Linked DNA regions of Sus scrofa: region 2 is linked to region 1. The links are chromatin contacts, called in public HiChIP or PLAC-seq maps. All regions are on one chromosome and are shown on one strand. The core of a region is the stretch at or near the end of the contact, and the rest is flanking DNA. Distances in the headings are between cores, read along the strand shown.

Evidence for each region. HiChIP or PLAC-seq counts read pairs in DNA pulled down with a chosen protein or histone mark.
Region 2: a contact with region 1 is called in an H3K27ac HiChIP or PLAC-seq map of skeletal muscle. The contact joins two enhancer-like sites. A contact is called at or near these places in 1 of 47 Hi-C or Micro-C datasets (brain) and 1 of 2 datasets of contacts at active chromatin or transcription factors (skeletal muscle).

Annotation. Positions count from the first base shown.
Region 1 is chr1:264,038,578-264,044,907 of Sscrofa11.1, reverse strand. It overlaps STRBP (spermatid perinuclear RNA-binding protein), which reads left to right. Exons shown (of 18, transcript XM_021074603.1): 18 at 1-6,330. Among named protein-coding and RNA genes, the nearest start is that of GPR21, 88 kb to the right of the region's middle. Within about 2 kb of position 3,402, at least 14 of the 83 cell types and tissues checked have an H3K27ac peak or open chromatin away from gene starts, as enhancers often do. A contact at or near this core is called in skeletal muscle, where this site is marked.
Region 2 is chr1:264,220,744-264,227,376 of Sscrofa11.1, reverse strand. No RefSeq gene overlaps it. Among named protein-coding and RNA genes, the nearest start is that of STRBP, 28 kb to the right of the region's middle. Within about 2 kb of position 4,051, at least 1 of the 83 cell types and tissues checked has an H3K27ac peak or open chromatin away from gene starts, as enhancers often do. A contact at or near this core is called in skeletal muscle, where this site is marked.

The sequences.
Region 1 (6,330 bases), core at 2,153-4,652:
GATGGATCTCATTTGGAAATTCACTCATTTGAAATACTTCCAACTCTGGTTTATGTTCACGGACCTCTCTCCACTTAAGTGAACTGAATGAAATGAATAACAGATACCTTCTATAAAGCAGTTTGTATAGTATAGCAGAGAACAAAAACGGTGAATTTAAAAACTGATCACATTTTTTGATGACTAATGAAGGGAATTTTACGCTTAGAATCCATCATTCTCTTATTACTTCATAAGGAACTGCAATGGAATACATCTTCAGTGGTGAGTTAAAGGCGCCCCCCCCCGCCTCCCCCGCAACTGTTAGATGTCTAGTAATCTAGAGCCCCTAGAAATTAGGGACTTTAAGAGCAGTTAAATCTGAAAACAGCCTGCTCCGTGAATGGTCTTGCTGTAGCTCCCATTCAGCGTCTGCAGGTGCCTCCCTGGTGGTGGTGCTGGGGTAGGGGTGGTCCCTCTGAAGTCATCCAGAGCAAGAAAGGTTCTGTTGTATTGACTTGTACTCTGCAACTGCCGTCCAGTGACCAGAGATGCCTCAGTGTTACTAGGAGGTCTCCTGGAGGGGAGATGGGTGGTAAATGAATAACAACCTGCAAAGCCAAGAAACTGTCTACACTGAGGTGAGTTTCAGTATTGATGTGTTTCTCTCTAACAGTTATTTGCAGAGCCTGTACTTCTTATATAAGTCCCTTCCTTTCCCGATAACAGCTTCCAGAAAGTCTGTTTTAAGTCAAGAATTGAAGTCGAGTTAGTTGTAAGAATAGATATCCTTTCCCACATTATCATTTTAGGTAAGAGGTAACAGCTTCCATTGATGCTTGGAGCAGTGATCTTTGGAGATTTTTAAAAATAGCACCATAATGCAAATTAGGTTATGTAAGCTTTACAGCACAGCTAGAAATAGTAAGTAGAAACCATGTGGGAATCTGGGCCAGAATATATTTCTCTTCCTCCAGCAAATTCCTCTGGGGTCTGGGATTTAGATGAGTTAACACACAGAGTACTTTGAATAGTACCTGGGACATAGTAAGCACTCAAGTAAATGTTGACTGTTCTTACCATGTTGGCTGAGGTGACAGAATAGATGCAGGAGGCAAGGCTATGCTGGCAGGAGTTGAGAAGCAGGTGCATGGCCTGCTTGGGGGAGCTTCGTGGATGTCTTAGTGTTGACAGGTTTGGGGTGCTCCTGGGCTCTGGGAAAGAGGACTCCTAGCATGGCGGGGGCCGGGGGGCTCAGACAGGAAACAGAGCAAACCCTCGGTGAGAATTGGTGTGGGAGGTTGCTGCACATGGTTGCTGCAGGAAGATGCTCGTGTTTCTGCTGAAGTAGTTACTCCTTGGACAGCCTGTTGTCAGGGGTTCATAATACTTTGGGATTTAGGCGTGCTTGGAACTTCAAAGGGGCTGAGCTTAGAATATCAACCTGCCAATCCTAAGTTTCCTGCCAGTGTGTTAGTGAGAAAAAAGTGTGTCCTTGATTACAGCTAGCCCCTGAGTCTGACATTCAGAGCTCACCTGTATTTGTCTTAAACCATGGAAGAGAGAGGAGGCTGGTTGGCATGCTTGGAAGGCTCTTGCCTCAGATGCTTTTCTGAATATCGTTCCTGCGCGTCCCTCTTCCAGTTAGCTGCAGCACTTTGGAAAAAAATCTGTGCTTCGCACCGCATAAGGCCTCCCTTCTGTCAGTCTTAGAAAGAAACCTATCTGTCTATCCCTCCACCAGTCTCTGTCCGTCTACCCATTTCTCTCTCTAGACACAGTTGGGAAGTTGCTTTTCAGCAAAAGGGAAGATGAGTAGATGGTTGGACTGAATAAAGGGTAAGCATCTTACTGTTCGTCTGGCTCTCACGTGTCTGCGTGGACCTCAGGAGCATCTGGAGAAAGGTGTGTGGCCACATCCCTCTCTGCTGGTCCAGGTGAGCCGAGTGGGGATACAGATTTGAGTTCTGTGATGCTCCGAGGTTATAAAAAGTATAGGTAAGGATTAAGTGTTACCTTTAAGGCAAATAAGATCTGCATTGTAGTCAAGAGGCTTTCCTTCAAAAAATATTTGTGTAAGTCACATCCTGGCAGTGACCCCAATCCTCAGCTGTAGCTCTTTGATGGACTCCTTACCTCATTAGCCAAGGCCTTGGGGTTCTTTTGTTTGTTTTGTCTTGATCCCTCTGTTAACATCTTAATCACCTGGTCCTTCTAAGGAGGGTCTTAGGGTCTTTCTTGGCAGAAGAACTTTGCTATTTCTGCAAATGGCTCTCTCTGCTGGTGGGTGGTGTGGAGGTTGCCACCATCTGCCCAGGCAGCTGGAGAGTCGGATTAGCATATCCTCGCTGGAGGTGTGGTCCTGAGTCATCTTTTTGCTGCTTGTGGCCCCTGGGAGGTAACAGGCATTGTCTTAGCACTGCCTGGAAATCCAGTCTCTCTCCTTTGTTTTGGTTTCTCCTGCATTGATCCTTTTGTACAGTTCTGTATTCAGATGTCAGCTAAATGTCCCAGGCGATTAACAGTGGCCCTCAGTTTGGGTCATTTTGTGCTGTGGGCAGCAGTAGGTTGAAGAAGCAGGGATGGAAGAAAGATGCTAAAATTGGTATCTTGTGTGTGCCAGGCATTTGGACTTTTTTTCTTACTTAGCCTTCTTGGAGGTGGTATTATTCTTATTTGACAGGTGAACACGCTGAGGCTCAGAGTTAGTGCTAGGGTCAGGAATGAAACCCAGCTCTGGTCAGTGCCAAGGCCTTTCCCTGCTGCACCACACGGTGGATTAAACGTGGGAAGAAGGGGAGGAAGCGTGTCACGCGACAGCAAGGCGGCATGCAGGCAGTGAGGCAGGGCTGAAAACGGCCTGAGCACAAGCAGGGGCCATGCGGCCACGTGATCTTTTGAGCTCACAGGCCCAAGCCAGTCCTAGGGTCATCTGCTAGAGTCTAGGCTTGGACTTGAGGTTATTTTAGACCAGATATTCTGGCCTGAAATAAGGCTGTTTTCTTTTAGAGCAGTTGGAGAAGCTTAACAAATAGGAATGACAGACTGGAAGGCTCAGGTGTGGCTGTATAAGCAGAGGAAGCTTTTGTATTTGAAGCTTGTTTTTGTTTGAATATCGAGGAGCAGTGGAGGTGTGTGTCTTCACTGAGCTGATGCTTTCTGAGTCCACGCTCTCTGGCCCGAGACTGGGGATGGGGATGTCTTAAGATGGGAGCCAGATGCTGAAGGAAAACTGGGGGAGGCTTGGCTCATCGGGTCCAAGGAAGAGGGCAGCCCCAGGTTGGGGTGTCGGTGCTGAGAGGTGGCCCAGGGCAAGTGCTGAGCAGAGATGGGATCAGGGGCTGATTGCACTGGCCTGTTCTGCTTGCTGGGAGTGTCCCCTGGACTTGGCTTCGGGGAAGGCTGCCAGCCTGGAGCCACAGGCTTCCCTCTGGGTCGGGCCGTGTTTGGCAAGCCCTGCTTGGATGGCTTCAAGGTCTGTGAAATCTCTGCACCTGGGCCGCTCTGCTTGCTGGCTGCGCCCCAGCTCCTTGGCCAATTTGTGCCCGTTGGGACTCTGCTGAGGGCGGAGGGGGTGTGGGGAGAGATACACTTGCCTTACCCCAGGTCGCCATGACCTGTGGCAGTTTTTCTGAGCCACCCGCCTTAATCCTGGAGGGCAACAGGAAGAAGGAACCTCCTTTTAAACCCAGGTTGTTCCGTTCAGTGTGCGGGAGGACTGGTCCTGTGCGTGTGGAGCCCTTTCCTGCCCGTGCCTGCAGCCGCTGCCCTAACAGTCCCTGTTCAGAGAAGCAGCAATGCAGAGCTGGTTGTTCTCACACCACAGACAAGAAAATTGAAGCCAAGGAACCTCTCCAAACCACCTAGTTTATTTGTGGCAAAACATTGTGGCTCCTAATAAGTGGGTTTTTAACCACACAGAAGAAATGGCATTTCTTCTACTGTTTTTCGAGTTAACAGAATCCCTTTCTTAGGGATGAGATTTGAACACCACCACAACTGTGGGACCTAGAATTTTTCTCCTTTTACAGATGAAGAAATAGAGGCTTAGACAAAATGACTCGCCCCAAATTATACAGCTAGTCAGTGGCCAAGCCCACCCATTCTGATAGTGCTGTGCTTACCACTGGTGGTTGGCGTTAACAGTCTAGGTTGCTGCCTATCCTCTTTTCTAAAACTGTTCCGCAGCTGTTTCTCTCCTCTTTACAGTGTAATCATTCTACTTAACCTTCTTCCAGACTTCTGGAATATATCCTGTGAGGTTTGAAAGAAAACACACAAAAGCCAGCTTCTCTCTCCCTGACCCCACCCCCCATTCCATGGGGAAAAAAAGAAAGCCGACTTCAGGCTCATTCCTCTCTGGCTGCTCTGAAGGACTCTGGGCTGGCTCCTGGGCAAGGTTACCCGCTGCCCAGCTTGGGGCCGAGTGGCCTGTTTGTTGTTTGCTGGCCACACGGCAGGGTCTGTGTCCACAGCCCATCTTCTTGTGCTACAACTGAACCTGCAGTCAATTGCGAGCCAGTGATTGCCATCAGGGGAGGCCCAGGTGCTGGACGGAGGGGCCGGGTGTGTGCTTTTTCACCCTGAGCTTCACCGGGGTTTTGGTTGTACACTGCCGTCTGTGTCTGGCGAGGCCTTCATTGGGTGCTCGCCCAGAGCACGGAGGCAGGGTCTCACTTGACTCTCCCGTCCTGCAGACGGTCTCAGGAGTTGCTCAGCTTTCTTACGTCCTTTGTGCCTGGGGGAGGCCAGCACCCAGGAGGAGAGCACGCCTTCCACCCAATATGGAAGGTGGCATACGCCTGAGGAACTCAGGAAAGCTGAGAGCACCTCAAAACGAGACAGGGCGAGGCTGGCGAAGGGGAGACCGACCACACACCCTTCTGTCAGCTATTTTAAACGGTTGTACTTACTTGTTGTATGTGGTTCCAGATGAGAAAAGATAGTTAAAGCCCGATTGGGCAATTTGAGCTAACATGTGCCTCGCACGGGGTGTGGCGAGAAGGGAGCCCGTGGCACCGGCAGTGTTTACGCCGGAAGCCAGCTGTTCAGATGGCGCAGAGGAGGTCCTTCCACAGGATGTTGGTCTGCACAGAACGCTGCTGTGATCATTGACCCTGCCAAGGCCATGTCTCCCTTCTCTGGACACACGGATGTAACAAACATTTGTTGTCACCTGCCACCAGCCAGGCTGTGCTGGGTGAGGAGGGGTAGTTGAAGAAAATGCCAGACGGAAGGTGGACGGAGCCTGGGAAGGGGGAGGGGAACACTCAGGGCCTGGAATGGGACCAGAGCCTCCTTCTGTGCTTGGAGAAGGTCTCCCACTCAGTCCCGGAGTGGAGCCAGGCCTGTGAAGAGACTGAGCGATTTAGAGTGACGTGGTGGTTCTTCCCGAGAGACTGGCATCTGAGCTGGGCAGGAGTTTGCCCACAGAGTGGTCAGGGGAGGCCCCCAGGAGGGGGCACAGCGTGCAGAGAAGGGAATGGCCTTCTCGGGACCTGGGAACCGGTTTGGTTAGGAGGGTGAAGTGTCAGATGGGATGGGGCAGGGCCTCAGGTGCTGGGCCCTTTACTGGTTTCCGTCTTCCAGAATGGCGAGAGGAGTCTGAGGATCGGTTTGGACAGTTGGAGAGGGAAGGACCAAAGGCAGGAGACAGGCTGTTGTTGCAGATACCCTGACGAGGGATGAAGGAGGCTGATGGGGCGGTGGCCAAGGGGTCAGAGGCAGGAGAGGCATCTCTTCATAGTCCAGGCTCCTCGCCTGGACAGAGCAGGAGGTTGTGGGGCCAGGGGACCACAGGAACCCCACCCTCAGCAAGGGACCAGGGCTGCTGTAGGTGACTGAGGACAGTGGTGCCTGGGGCCAGGATGGGCACGTGGGGGGGGCGGGGAGAGGGGTTGTAGAGGAATTCAAGGCCGTCTCTGTTGGGCCAGGAAATGCGGTTTGACGGGCTCAACTTTGTCATGTGCCCCTGGGAAGGCTTTCTTACAGGGACAGAGGTTTGTGGGCTGGCTGGTCAGCATCTTGCCCTTTCCCTGAGTTCCCGCTCTGCTGAGCTTCCAGTAGGAAGGGGGATCAGGCGCTGAGCACAGAGGCCTCCTGTTTTTGGAAAAAGCAGTGTAGTGAGAGCTTCCTTACCTGCCCAAGAGCTGAGCTCAATGGATTCAACATCCGTAGAGCAGGGTCTTTATTTATTTAGCCAATGGAAGATACTGCTTTACAGAGCATTTAAAGGAGGGGGAAGGGTGAAAGTGTTAGATTACTAGGAAATTAGCTTGGGGCCTTAGTTTTCTGTCTGTGCTGCCACCTTTGGCTCTGAACAGGTGGGCAGGGGACCCGCAGAGGGTTAGG
Region 2 (6,633 bases), core at 2,802-5,301, 180 kb before region 1:
ACAGGGACCTGCTTATGAAAGCCCCCTATGTTAATGCCCATCTTCCAAAGGCACTGTCTGGACCCCACACCTTTTCTCAGAGGCTGCTTCCTGGGGGACCCAGCCTAAGACATCCAGCGAGGTAAGAGCTGACGAGACAGGTGGATTGTCCAGAACCCTGGTGACTTGATTAGTTCTCCTGGCAGTTACCGAGCATTTGGTACATGGCCCGCGCTGGGCTAGACACCGAAAGACAAGCAGTGGAGAAAGGAATCCCTCAAGATGCTATTTGAGGAGGTAAGACATAGAGAAAATACAGAAAAGAGGAAATAGAAAAGCTGGGAAAGGCAGAGTTCACTTAGGGAAGAGCAGGAAGTTGGTGCGTGAGACCCCAGGGGCATGCCGGGGGGTGGTGCGGCGGGCGGGGGGGAGGAAAGCTGAAAGGACACCAAGGGCCAGGGCCAGCATGTGGCCACAGAAGCCTGGGATGCCACGTCTGGATGGTTCCCTAAATTACAGGCAATAGGGAGCCATGGAAGGATATTGAGCAGTGGAAGGAAGGGCAGCCTCTTTATTAGAAGGATCCCTTGGGCTCCCGTGCAGGAGGGCAGGGAGGGGGCAGCATGGGGGTTGGGGTGGTGGCTGCTGGAGCAGTGTGGGCTCAGTGCTGCCTTAACCAGCCCAGCTCCAGCCGGACCACCCCCACCCCAGCCCCGCCAAAACTTGGGAGGGTCATCTTTTCATAAAAGCACAGAAAGCTTCCTGCTTTCCCACCCTTCCTTTCAGACCTGTTTCCTGCTTGGCCTCCAAACCTATTCCCATTCCTCCTACCTTCTCGCATTATCTCTGACTTCAGAGTGTTTGCTTTGGCTCCCTGCTGCCCCCCGCCCGCTCTCTCCTGTGGTTAGTGGTGGATACTCAGCAAAAAACGCTCCTTCCTGCAAGCTGGGCCCAGACTTACTGGGGCGGAATTGTCTTCTCTCTACTTTAAGTAAACGCATCAGAGCAACCTTGGCCTTGGAAGACAGACTTTGTCTCCTAACGACTTTCCTTCAAAACCACAAATGCATTTTGTCTCAATTTGAGGTGGTTCTTGCCTCTCGGCTCAGCAACCTCAGGGCGAGTGTGAAGCAGCACCTGGCAGCCTCAAGGTTTCACGGCGGATGTCGTGTGAAAAGTCGATGCCTCTGCAAACTAGCTGAGAGGGCAAAGATAGCAAGACTGTCTGTCCATTCAGTAACTGTCTACGAGCCAGGCCTTGAGCCGGGAATCCAAGGATAAGACATCTGCTCCCCAGGCCCCCATGGCCTCGTGGGGGAGAAGGGCAGCGAGACTCTTGTGGGAAAAGGGACAAAGGACCGAGGGGTCCACAATGACCTTGCCTGAGCACGGCCAGAGCCGTGCAACCTTGGGCAAGTTATTCAACCTCTCTCTGCCTTAGTTTCCGCATTTCCAAAAAAGGCATCATGAGAGTTCTTCCCTTAGAGGGCTGTTGGGGGGGATTAAGATGATTTGCAGGAAGAGCCTGGCACAGAGCTGGGAGGAGGAAGCTCCCAGTAAATGCCAGCTCTTCTTCCTCTTTGTAATTCTCACACCATAAAAGTCTCCCTTTTAAAATGTACAGTTCAAGGCTTGTGGTTGCCAAGGGAGAGTGGGAGGGAGTGGAATGGATTAGGAGTTTGGGGTTGGTAGATGCAAACTCTTACATTTAGAATGGATGAACTATGAGGTCCTACTGTCTAGCACGGGGGACTATATCCACCCCCTTGGGATAAGCCATGATGGAAGATAATTTGAGAACAAGAATGTAGGTGTTCCCATGGTGACTCAGTGGGCTAAGGACCCAAGGTCTCTGTGAGGATGTGGGTTTGATCCCTGACCTTGCTCCTTGGGTTGAGGAACTAGCATTGCTGCAAGCTGCAGCATAGGTTGCAGATGCAGCTCGGATCTGATATTGCCATGGCTGTGGCATAGGCCTCGCTGCAGCACTGATTCAGCCCCTGGCCCAGGAACTTCCTGATGCTATAGGTGTGGCCCTAAAAAAAGAAAAAGGAATATAAATATATGTATGACTGGGTCGCTTTGCTGCACAACATTGTAATTCAGGTATGCTTTAATAAAACTTAAGGGATACAGTTCAGTGGTTTTGAGAATATTCACGAGGTTGTGCACCTACCACCATTATTTCCAGAACGTTTTCCTTACCCCAGAAGAAACCCTGTACCCATTATCCGTCATTCCCTCCACCTTCCCCTACCCCAGGCAACCCCTAATCTGCTTTCTGTCTGTGGAATTGCCCATTCTGAGCATTTCATAGAAATGGAATCATACATCTACCTGGCCTTTGGTGCCAGGTTCCTTTCACATACAGTATTTTCATTCATTTTGGTCGCATGTAGATCGTAGCTGATTCTTTTTTATGGCTGAAGAATATTCTGCTCTTTTTTTTTTCTATTAATCACGTCCTTTATTTCAAAAGCTTAAAAAACTTTTTCTTAAAGTATCGTTGATTAGCCATATAATATTCTCTTGTAAGGATAGTCTGTTTATTCATTCATCAGCTGATGGATATAGGATGGTTTCTGCTCTGGGGCTGAGGAATGCTGCTGTGAACGTTCATGTACCCGTTTTTATGTGGACATATGTTTTTGTTTCTTTGGGTGTGTACCTAGGGGTGCCATTGCTGGGTCACATGGTAACTCTATGTTTAACTTTTTGCGGAACCGCCAGACTGTTTTCCAGACCGGCTGCACCAGCTATTCTTGACTCTAGCTCTCAAAACACTTTCCCACACACCATCATTCCACAGCCAGAAGGGGAGCTATTACAGCACCAGCGGGGAAAGTGCTGTGGCCCAAGTCCCAGGGAAAGCTAGTGACAGAGCCAGAACCTGAACCAAGAACTTGGGGGTCCAGATTCACCATGTCACCCTTGGCACCCCCAGATCTATCATCTGGCTTATTAGTATGTCCCCAGTAGATGAGAAGTGCTGTGCGGCATGGCCGCTGCTCACGGCAGCTCACTTTCTAGCAGGTGAACAGTGCCCATCCTAGCTTACCTGAGCTCCCCAGACCAGAAGGCCCTGGGCACCTCTCCTCCACCCCTCTGATCCCTGGGCCCAGGCCCAAGAGGAACAGTGGCAGGTATGAGCTAGAAACGGCTGTGCTGTAAAGACAGGTTGGTGGTGTTTCGTGGGTGGAGGGGAACCCCAGGAAGCTTCCCTTCCCAGCTTTTATTTCTCGTGCCAAGACTGGAGCCCAGCCCTGGATCTGTGCCTTCCTAGTGGGGACCCTAGCCTTCCTTACCCCTAGCAGACTCTCCTCTTTTGTGCTCCTCCTATTCATCCACTGCCTTGCCCAGACCAGATCTGGGCGAAGCTCCCAGGGCCCTTTGAGGTTTTACTGAAATGACCTTGAACCATAACTTAATCTTGTCAAAACTCGCTTGCTTCTCTCTCACACCTATCCCAGAGGGTATAGGAGCAGCATAGGGTACCAGTTAAGGGGCTGAGGTTGGCACTCAGGCAAGGGTTGGTTTGAGATGGGACACCACCCCTTCCTTACTAGCTCTGTGACCTTGGGCAACTCACCCTACCTCTCTGAGGTTCTCATGCTTGGGAGAACAGGGGTGCATATAAAGAGTTGAGTGAGGACTCAGTAAAGGAGAACTATGGTTGTTATCATTATGCAGATTAAAGGAGATTGGTCAGTAAAGCACCTGGCAGAGTGCCTAGCACGCGATAGCTATTTGGTACCTGAAAGCTGTGGTCGTTATTGTCTCTTGACTTTGTGCAGGTGCTGGTTGAAGGGCTTGATCAGAAGGACGATGGCCTTGCTGGTTACCCAGACGTCAATGCAACCGGAAGATGAACTCTAAAGCAGGGGCAGACCAGCGGTCAGAGCAAGGCTACATAGGCCTTTGAAAGCATGGGCACAGAACCCAGAGATTAATGAGTTGAGCATGAAGAACAGAGTGGGAGAGCCTCCCAGGAAAAGCCAGAGGCAGGGCTCTGAGGGCTGCTGAGCTTTAAGGCAGCCAGATACCTGCAGTGTAAGCAGCCAGATCTATTTAAAGGACTGAGGGACTGAGCCCTTGCTTTGGAGATGCCTTAAGCTTCCTGGGCTGATGAGCTGCTTCCCAGGATACTTTGGCAGTGTCACACGACACTTGGGTCTCCAGCAAGTGGAATGGAAAGCTGAGTGTGAGCCAGGGAGCCCAGAAGCCAGTGAAGATCATGGCAGCCTTCCTGGAGGAGCTAGCCTTGTAGAATGAGCAGTGTTTTCTGGGAGTGGAGAGGGCAGCCATCTGGAAGGAAGGCGCAAAGGCAGGACTGCAAAAGTTGCTTCAGGGGGAAGAGTAAGGAAATGAATCTCCTTTAAAAAAGGTCATATGATAAAGGAGTTCCTGCTGTGGTGCAGTGGGTTAAAATTTGGCTGTTGTCTCTGTGGTGGCGAGGGTTCAGACCTCGGCCTGGCACAGTGGGTTAAGGATCCAGCATAGCCGCAGCTGTGGCTCAGATTCCATCCTTGGCCCCAGGGAACTTCGTATGCCATGTATACAGCCAAAAAAAAAATGTGATGCAATTCAAAATGATCATTTCACTGTAAGACATTTAGCAGGGGAAAATACAATTAATAAAAGAAGATAATTTTAAAAATCTTCGGTGTCTCATTCCCCGGAGGCAATTAGCAGTAACATTTTGGTGTGCTTATTTCCACCTTTTTTTCTATGCACATATATTGCATGTGTTCTTTTTAATTTCTTTTTTGTAAAGCAAAAATGGACTCATGTAATACAGACTGTTTGTGACCTACTTTTAAAAATGCATCATGAACTGCGTTCCTTGTCATTAAATATTCTTCTTCACCACTCCTTAATGACCTTATAGTATTCTCTCATGTGAATGGAGCATAATTTATTTAAGTAATTTTCTATTCTTGGATATTTAAGTGGTTTCCAATTTTTCAATATCATAAGCATCTTCTAAATGAACATCCTTGCGGCTGAAACTCTGTGCATGTCCTTAATTATGTCCTTGGGATACATTTCTAGAAAAGGAATTGCTGGGATAAAGGAATGCAGATTTTAAAGAATTTTAATTGGCGTTGTCAAATTGCTCCCCTGAAGGCTCGCACCAGTTTACACTCCCACCCGCAGAATATAGGGGGCCTATTCTAGCATTTCCGTTAACATGGGGTATAATTTTTTTTCTTTGGGAATTTGATCAATTCAAGACACTCATGCAATCATCATCCAAATAAAAAAAAAAAAAAGGCACTCACGAATCCAAGTTTCCTGAGATGCAAATGGAGCTGATAATAATGGTATCTATCAAGGGGCCGTAAAACACATAGTGGGTGGGATAGGCTTGAAAAGAAAACACGACGATGGGGGTTAGTGATTATTCTGACTTGACTATCCCGGGAATGAGGAAGCTCTGTGAGTCAAGGTTAAGACCATTGGAAGCCAGCTTTGCAAAGGGCTTTGTTTATCTTCCCTTTAAGTGCAAAATTAATATATGCTTGTAAAATGTGAAACAACCCACGGCTGTGACGGTAAAAAAGTGCAAGCATTCCTTCCCTCCCCGACTGTTCTCTCCTCGGGGGATTAGGTGTGCATCCTGCTCCGTCTTCTCTCACATCTTTACAGACTCTGTGTGTATAGAACCATGTCTGTAATTTAGTGTAGTTGTTTTGCAAAATGGAATCCTGTAGGATTTCATGGGCACCTCACGATAGACAGACCTCCATCACTCTTTTAAACATGTGTTTGGATGCCGTGGCTGAATAAAGCAGAATTTGCATATCTCCCCCCCCCCAACATAATGCAGTAACAACTCATCCTCATACACGCAGCCAGCCTTGCACAACTGAGCTGGTATTTCCCTCGTTTGGGTTCCTAGCAGTGGGATGAGAGGTCAGAGTGCTTTGTCATACTGTCAACTTGCTCTTTTAACTCTAAAAGTTCTGAAAGAAGCCTGAATCGAGGCCGGCCGGTATCTGTCTCCAGCGTCTTGCTGTCCTCCTGCCGGCCTGGGAAGCAAACCACAAAGGAATCTTTCTCTTGTTAATTAACTGGGGTGTTATTAAACACCTTAGCAGCTAGCCAGCCGCTCTGACCCAGGCGTTCCTGGGAGACATTTTTGTAAAAAATGTTATTGAAGTATCGTTGATTGACAATGTCGTGTTAATTTCTGCCGTACAGCAAAGTGATTCCGTTTTATACATACATATATATTTATATTCTTTTTCATAATCCTTTCCATTATGGTCTAGCACGGGATATTGACTATAGCTCCCTGAGCTACATGGTATGTTGTTTATGCATCCTATACATAATAGTTTGCATCTGCTCCCTAAACCTGGGAGACTGTTTAATTTTATTTATTTATCTATTTTTATTTTTATTTTTCAGCTGCCCCACAGTGTATGGAGTTCCTGGGCCAGGGATCAGATCTGAGCCACAGCTGAGGCAACACAGAATCCTTTATCCCACGGTGCCAGGCCAGGGATTGAACCTGCATCTTGGCATTGTAGAGACACCGCCAATCCTAGTATGCCACAGCAGGAACTCCAATAGCCACTTTTAAAATATGATAATGGCAGTGTATATTGAAGCAGAGTTGAAATTATGGAAAACTTAAAAAAAAAATTG